Regions from separate parts of the Gossypium hirsutum genome. Here region 1 is linked to region 2. The links are chromatin contacts, called in public Hi-C maps. All regions are on one chromosome and are shown on one strand. Each heading gives the region's core, a stretch centred on a gene start, on an enhancer-like site or on the middle of the called end of the contact. The rest is flanking DNA. Distances are from core to core; before and after follow the strand shown.

What was found. A called contact is a pair of places that touch in the nucleus more often than the background predicts.
Region 1: a Hi-C map of leaf shows a contact between it and region 2, with 2.7 times the contacts expected there. The contact joins the promoter of LOC107950331 here to the promoter of LOC107950325 in region 2. A contact is called at or near these places in 14 of 34 Hi-C or Micro-C datasets (callus, hypocotyl, leaf and 2 more).

The regions. Positions count from the first base shown.
Region 1 is chrD03:46,507,480-46,511,110 of Gossypium_hirsutum_v2.1, reverse strand. LOC107950331 (E3 ubiquitin-protein ligase SDIR1-like) reads right to left here and starts at 1,497. Exons shown (of 9, transcript NM_001327570.1): 1 at 1,391-1,497; 2 at 1-149. The coding sequence starts at 70.
Region 2 is chrD03:46,369,821-46,373,114 of Gossypium_hirsutum_v2.1, reverse strand. LOC107950325 (pumilio homolog 2) reads left to right here and starts at 1,866. Exons shown (of 10, transcript XM_016885145.2): 1 at 1,866-3,126; 2 at 3,129-3,211. The coding sequence starts at 2,565.

The sequences.
Region 1 (3,631 bases), core at 248-2,747, 140 kb before region 2:
GACGTTCAGGAATAAATCCTGAAAACCCACTTTCAATATCCCCTCTAGTCCCTCGGAAAACAAAACTCATTGTTGCAAAAAACCAGAATTTCCACTTGTCTAGAAGGAGGCAGATGCGAACAACTTCTCCTCTTGAAAAATTTCAAATCCTATGATATTACAAATGTGAATCACAGTTACAAGCCATTCCAATAATAAAAAAGCATAGATAGCCAGTAAATCATGCTTTATTAAACTGAAATTTACTCAAAATATAACGATTGACATGGTCTATTATTAAGCTGAAACCACTTTCCTTGATAAGAAGGAAGTTGTAAAGCTGATAACACATCCTGATTACTTTAAATATAATTTTCTATATAGAATTCTTAGAAGAAGATGCAAACTAGTATTTAAATATAAATAATGAAATCAATTTTTGCAACACTTCTACTCGCAAGCTGACCATTTCTGAGCCAATGCTTTTCTGGAGGCTCAAATAGAATACTTTTTTTCCAGCATATAATTACAAAAATGCATCAACCTATCAACATGCTCTAAGCTCTCAAGGGGTCTGTGGTCATTACAAAACCAGAGATTTCATTATTGTTAATGCAGATCATGACAAGAAAACGTTATCAATCCCCAAACTCAAAAGCAAAAGCACTACAAAAGGAATTGGAATCCAACATGGGAAAAGAAATAAAAGATCATAAATTTCAGTGGGAACAAAGTCATTGTAAATTAGTAATCCCAAAAGGCCATTACAGATAAAAAAAATCAAGACCTAACCACCCAATTGACTGATTCAAATGACATTAAAGCCTAACAAAGATGACCCACGAATGAAATCCAACAAAGTTTAACACCAACATATCTCTATTTCTCAGTTCCCATATAAAGTAACTTAAAAAGCGAATGCACAGAATTGTTCATATATCGCAATGACATTTACCTTGCCAGTAGCACTATTATTATAGTAATTAAATTCTCTTTAAAGCCCCAACCACCCTCTAAACTAAAGTTAACAATAAATTATGCTAAGTAAGCCATACTTTACACATACTCAGAAGCAAAAGATTCAAAGTTTATGATTCAAATTCCTTTCCTTTTTAAATCTTTTGAACATTAATAAAATAAATCACATATAAAGACTGAATCAACCGCAAAATCGAGCAAAAGGAATAATAGAATTTTAAATATATTAACACAGAGGACCTACATTGCTCTATGTGAATCAATATCTCCAAAAAAAAAAATTCCACTTTCCAGGTTTTCGTTGAATGATGAGAAACCGAAAGGAAAAGAAAAAAGAAAAATCACCGGTTTCCACCGTTTTCTCAGAAAACAAACAGAATTCGATGCGAAGAACCAAAGAAAAGCCAGAAAATAAGTTTTAAAAAGAACTTACTCAAGAAAATTGAAGATCAATCGCTAAAAAGACAAAAGGCCGTCCTATTAATTGCAAAACACGAGCAATTTGAGAGAAAAAGAACATAAAACTTGCAAGAAATTCTTCTGCGCTCTTTTCCTTTGTCCGAAATGAAAATAGCAATTTATCTTTATTCATTTTTCATTTTTTTAAAATTTTTTTACGGAGAGAGAAAGCTCTAGAGAGTGACACGTGCACTTGGTTTGGATCTGATCGTTGCCACGTCTTGTTGACAGCGTGAATGACTTAATATCAGCCGTTGGATCTGTCATTTGTGGTTTGGAGCTTCGTCGCCAAATCAGCATCCATACTTCCAAATATCTGTATTCTTTTCTGAACAAATAATTTTATTTTTTTAGAAGGCATAATGAAAAAACTGTCTCAATTGATATGATTAAAATCACGATGTTTTAGAGACTAATGTTAAAATCTAACAAAGAAATTGGAAAATAAAACCACATCATGTAACAATTGGGAAGGTGCAGTGCAAACATCAGCAAGCTAAAGTTCACTATAAGTCGATGTATCATAGTATAAAGATTATTTTAGTCCATCTACCACTAAAACCAACATTTTAATCCACATATGTTTGAAAAGTCATTTTAGTCAATGACTTTGGCAATAAATAAAATATTAAATTAAATTTGAAATTTTACTTGTCATAAATCTCACATGTTTTCTTTTTACGAATTTTCGAGTGAGTACTTATGTACGTATTTAGAACAACACCCACTAGTCATGCCATTCATGAGTTAGAGACTATTGGAGAAGATCCAATTAGTTGAAAGCAAAGATTGAAGTTATGTGAGAATCCAAAATTAATCTCGAAGGATTCCATAAGGTCAACTTCGTCTGGACTTTTAGAGATTCTCCGACCAGTTTTTTGGGTAATCCAGGTGCCTAAATTGTAAAGCTTCAATTTATCTTTGAAACGGGTTTCGAATCATCAGATTTTAAGGCCTATAGCCATAAGCTCATTTTCATAAAACAATGCAATTCCTTATGGGAAGTTCAAGATTAATCGTTGGGTTCCATAGGGGTAACTTCAACCGGACTTATCAAAACATTCTGGCCACCTTTTAGTGTGATTCTTCTATTCAAATAGTAGATCTTCGAGCCTTATTTTCAACGTTTCTTGAATCACGAAAGTTCAAATTCTATATCCCTACAGACAATTTAAGTTTAATTGTAAATCAACTTCTCCAACTTGTGAAAATGGATCAAAACACATTTAAGTACTAGAGTATCGTGATGTATTGTTCTTAACTATCCAAGCGGATCAAAACATACTTGTATTTTTTTCAAACAAATTAGTTTAAATAAATTTTCATTGAATACATTAATAGTCTTTGTATATTGTCTTCAACGATTTTGCACGTAAAGCAAAATGGAAGCAAATATTGGCTCGCTGGTTATCTAACGTTTAACTACTACTAAGCGGTATTACGTGGTCAAATCGTAATATGGAAAAACAACTTGTATTAGTAGATAAATCTAAACATGTCTTTAGTCTAATAAAAAATGAGCAAACCGATTAAATACTAACATGTCGGCTATCAAGTCCAAATAATGGCGTGCTTTGTTTTGAGCATTGAAGCGGATGACCCTAGAAGATAAAGACATAGATGTGACTGACTGGACTAACAATACATCGGACAGGACCCAAGTAGAATAGATCTTGCACCTATTTATATATTTATTCACTTGTGACGTTCGTAGTGTGACATACCTTAATCCTGAATGAATGATGAAATATGTATGTGTGACTCGTATACTTTGATGTAAGTAAAAGCCTGAATTCAAATAGATAATGAATCGAAAGTTGATGCGTTGGGTATATGACTTCTGCAGTATGTAGCATCATTCACAATAGTGTTCATAACCCAAGAAATGGGTAAATGATGTCCTCTCATTAGCATTATATGGTAGATGAAAAGTAAACGTGGTCACAGGTCGTTTTTCTTTGTGGCGAATGACTTAATTACTATTTGATAGTAATTGACTTTTCAAAAAAGAAATGGTAATGATTGCCATAAGATAAAATAGAATCATATTGAGAGAATAAATTTATCCCAAAGAGATTAAGGATATCCTATGAAGGTAACACACTTAAGACAAGGTAATTGAATGAGCACTTATTAAATAGTTTTCGTACTGATATGTAATTAGGGAGAATTCAGCCACGATACTATAGTGAAATGACTTCATGACTAAATAAGT
Region 2 (3,294 bases), core at 617-3,116:
TTTTTTTCTTCTCTATTTTATGCTTAGAGTTCTATTCAAATAATAATTCTATTTTAAAACTAACACAAATTTTTTAATTAATAATTGTTTAAATTCTAATTATTTTTAAATGTGTAATTATCATGATTTCAAGTAAATGTATAATTATTACAATTTCTATTTTATTTAAATTTTTTAACTAATAATTCTAAAATAAATATTATAATTATTTTTAAATGTGAATTTAATAATATGATGAAAAATAAAGGGTATTCTTGTTAGTTCAAAAGTTGTTTCCTAACTCGTGCTTTTATATAGACTAGCTTCTAATGTCATATGTGTTCCATGCGATTTTATGCGTTTAATATTTAATTAATTTTAAAATATTGTACTTTTAATTGCAATAATTAATGCAAAATAATATTTCTTATTTGAATCATTCAATATAATTAAAATACATTAACTTATCAATTCAAATAATATAATTGAAAATTTTCAATAATAATTAAATCATTTTTAATATATTCAGTTTTACTTTATATAATTAATGCAAAATAACATTATTCAAATTTCAAAGTAATAACTAATTAACATAATTAATTCTAATATTAATTAAGTGATAATAAATACTAAAAATAGTAAAATATAATTATGACAACCTTTTTTTCCCTAATTCTATTTTAAAATTAGTACAACTTTTTTAATTAGTAATTTTAATTTAAATTCTAATTATTTTTAAAATTTTAATTATCAAAACTTTTATTTTATTTGTAATTTTTAACTAATAATTTTGAATTAAATATTATAATTATTTTAAAATGTGAATTTAGTGATATGATGAAAAATAAAGGATATTCTCATCTATTTAGAAGTTTTTCCAAATTTGTACTTTTATGTATAGATTATAGATTATAAATAGATTAGAGTTTAGATTTTTCCTTTCTAACTACAAGAAATCACGGTTTGAAAATAAAAATAAATAAATAATTGGTAAAGGTTACGATTAACCTATTAAAAATAGATTAATTATTCTTATAAAAGCAATAAATAAATTAATCATAAATTCATTAGATTAAAGTGTAACGGGTAAGTGATTGTTCAAAAATCGAATAAAAATTTATATAAATTGAAAATTTAAAACTTTAAACATTTTATCACTTTGCTATCTAATAGAAGTGTATTGAACTGCAAAAATCTCCTAAACCCAAGGGGAAGAAGAGCAAAAGATCTGTCAAAAAAAAGACAAATTCTAATTCTCTACTTTTTTTTCAAAATTTTAAATTTTAGTTCTAACACAAATAGTAGCCGGTAGTCTTGAAAATATATAGTTTAAAATTGATTAAATTGGGAAATAGAGAGTAAACCCATAACTCATACGTGAAACTAATAGTAGAATTTAATCTAACGATGTTATGATATTAAAATTCGAAAAACATAAAAACAAAAAAAATTAAATTAAAGCACAATAGTTAAATCTAAAGTTTTTAAAATCGAATTGGTGATCGAGATTCAATTGAATAAGTTATTAAAGAATATTAAAAATAAAAATTAAATTAAGAAAATCAATTCAACTTCTTATTTCGGACTAATATATCTATTGATTTTCAATTCAATTAAGACAGCAATGAAATCCATATTAAAAAAAAAAAACCAAAGTGAAAATAAAAGTAAGGAAAAGGGGTAGTTGAGATATTTAAGTAGATTAAAGGGCAGCTGTAGTTTCCTTGTTTTACTGAGGGGTACCAATGGGAATTGCCTTAAAGAACAGCATCGAATCTAGAGTGCTAACGTGTCAGTTACAGATTCCCATTTCTGGAACACGATGTAATCAAACATCATTATCTTTTGCTAAAATATGTTCTTTTTTTCCCTACATCAGTCGCTTATCACTTGGTCAATCGCCCCTGGTTTTTAGGACAAAAATAAAAATTAATCAATGATCTCATTTATTTTCCTCACTATTAAATTAACCCCAACCCCAAACCAAAATTAAATGGAATTCAGTTTTTCCCCCTACTCGGTCACTGTATTTAATCCTAACCTTCCTGAATTTGTGTAACAAAACCCTAGAAGGATTCTTGTAAGAACCAATCGCCGCCTCACTAAAGCTTTATTGATCTCTCAGCTTCTAATATAAAGCTTTCTCCTTTCCTAGCTCTTCTACTTAGTTTTAGCTCTATCTAACCCCCCTTTTTTTTATTTATAATTTATCTATGATGTTGATGGTTTTACTTGGAAAACATGGTGCTCTTATCTGTTCCTTTGATTAACTTTGTTCTATCAAACTTGAACAGTATATAAATTTGGGTATTTCTTAATTTTTGTCATCTTAGTTTTTATAATATTTAGCAGATGGGTCTTTGATGCTTTTGACTTATGATGTTAAGGTGATTAAATTTTTGATCTTTTGACTGTTTTGGTAACTTAAAGTTAGCATCTTGAAGCTTGTAAATATGGGTTTTAGGTGTATTAGTTTTAAAAAGTTTTGGCTTCCTAGGGTTTAGGGTCTGATTATTTGTTTAGGTAGTGATCGTTTCTTTTTATATTTCTGATTAAAGGGTAATGATCAATTAGGGTTTTTGAGAATGTTATCTGAATTGGGTAGGAGACCAATGATAGGAAGTGGTGAGGGATCATTTGGGGATGATTTGGAGAAGGAAATAGGGCTACTGCTCCGTGAACAGCGCAGTAGGCAAGATGCCGATGATCTCGAACGCGAGCTAAACTTGTATAGAAGTGGCTCTGCCCCTCCTACCGTGGAGGGTTCACTGAGTGCAGTTGGTGGGTTGTTTGGGGGTGGAGCTGCTACTGCAGCTGCCGGTAACCCTGCCTTCTCTGCTTTTGCTCAAGCTAAAAGTGGGAATAGTTTTATACCTGAAGAAGAGCTTAGGTCTGATCCGGCTTATCATTCATACTATTACTCGAATGTGAATCTCAATCCTAGGCTTCCACCTCCTTTGCTTTCCAAGGAGGATTGGAAGTTCGCGCAGAGGTTGAAGGGAGGGAGCTCAGTGGTAGGTGGGATTGGAGATAGGAGGAAATTGAATAGAGCTGATAATGGTAGCAATAGGTCGTTGTTTTCGATGCCACCAGGGTTTAATTCTAGGAAACAAGAGAACGAAGTAGAGGTAGAGAAAGTGCATAGCTCAGGGATTGGGGCGGTGATGGACTGATTGGTTTGCCTGGTATAGGACTTGGGAGCAAACAGAAAAGTCTCGCTGAAATTTTTCAGGTAATAACCAATTCTAGTTTAACATTTGTCATATGTTAAGGTTTTTGATTTTGTAATGGTAACAATTTGCTTACCCAGGACTG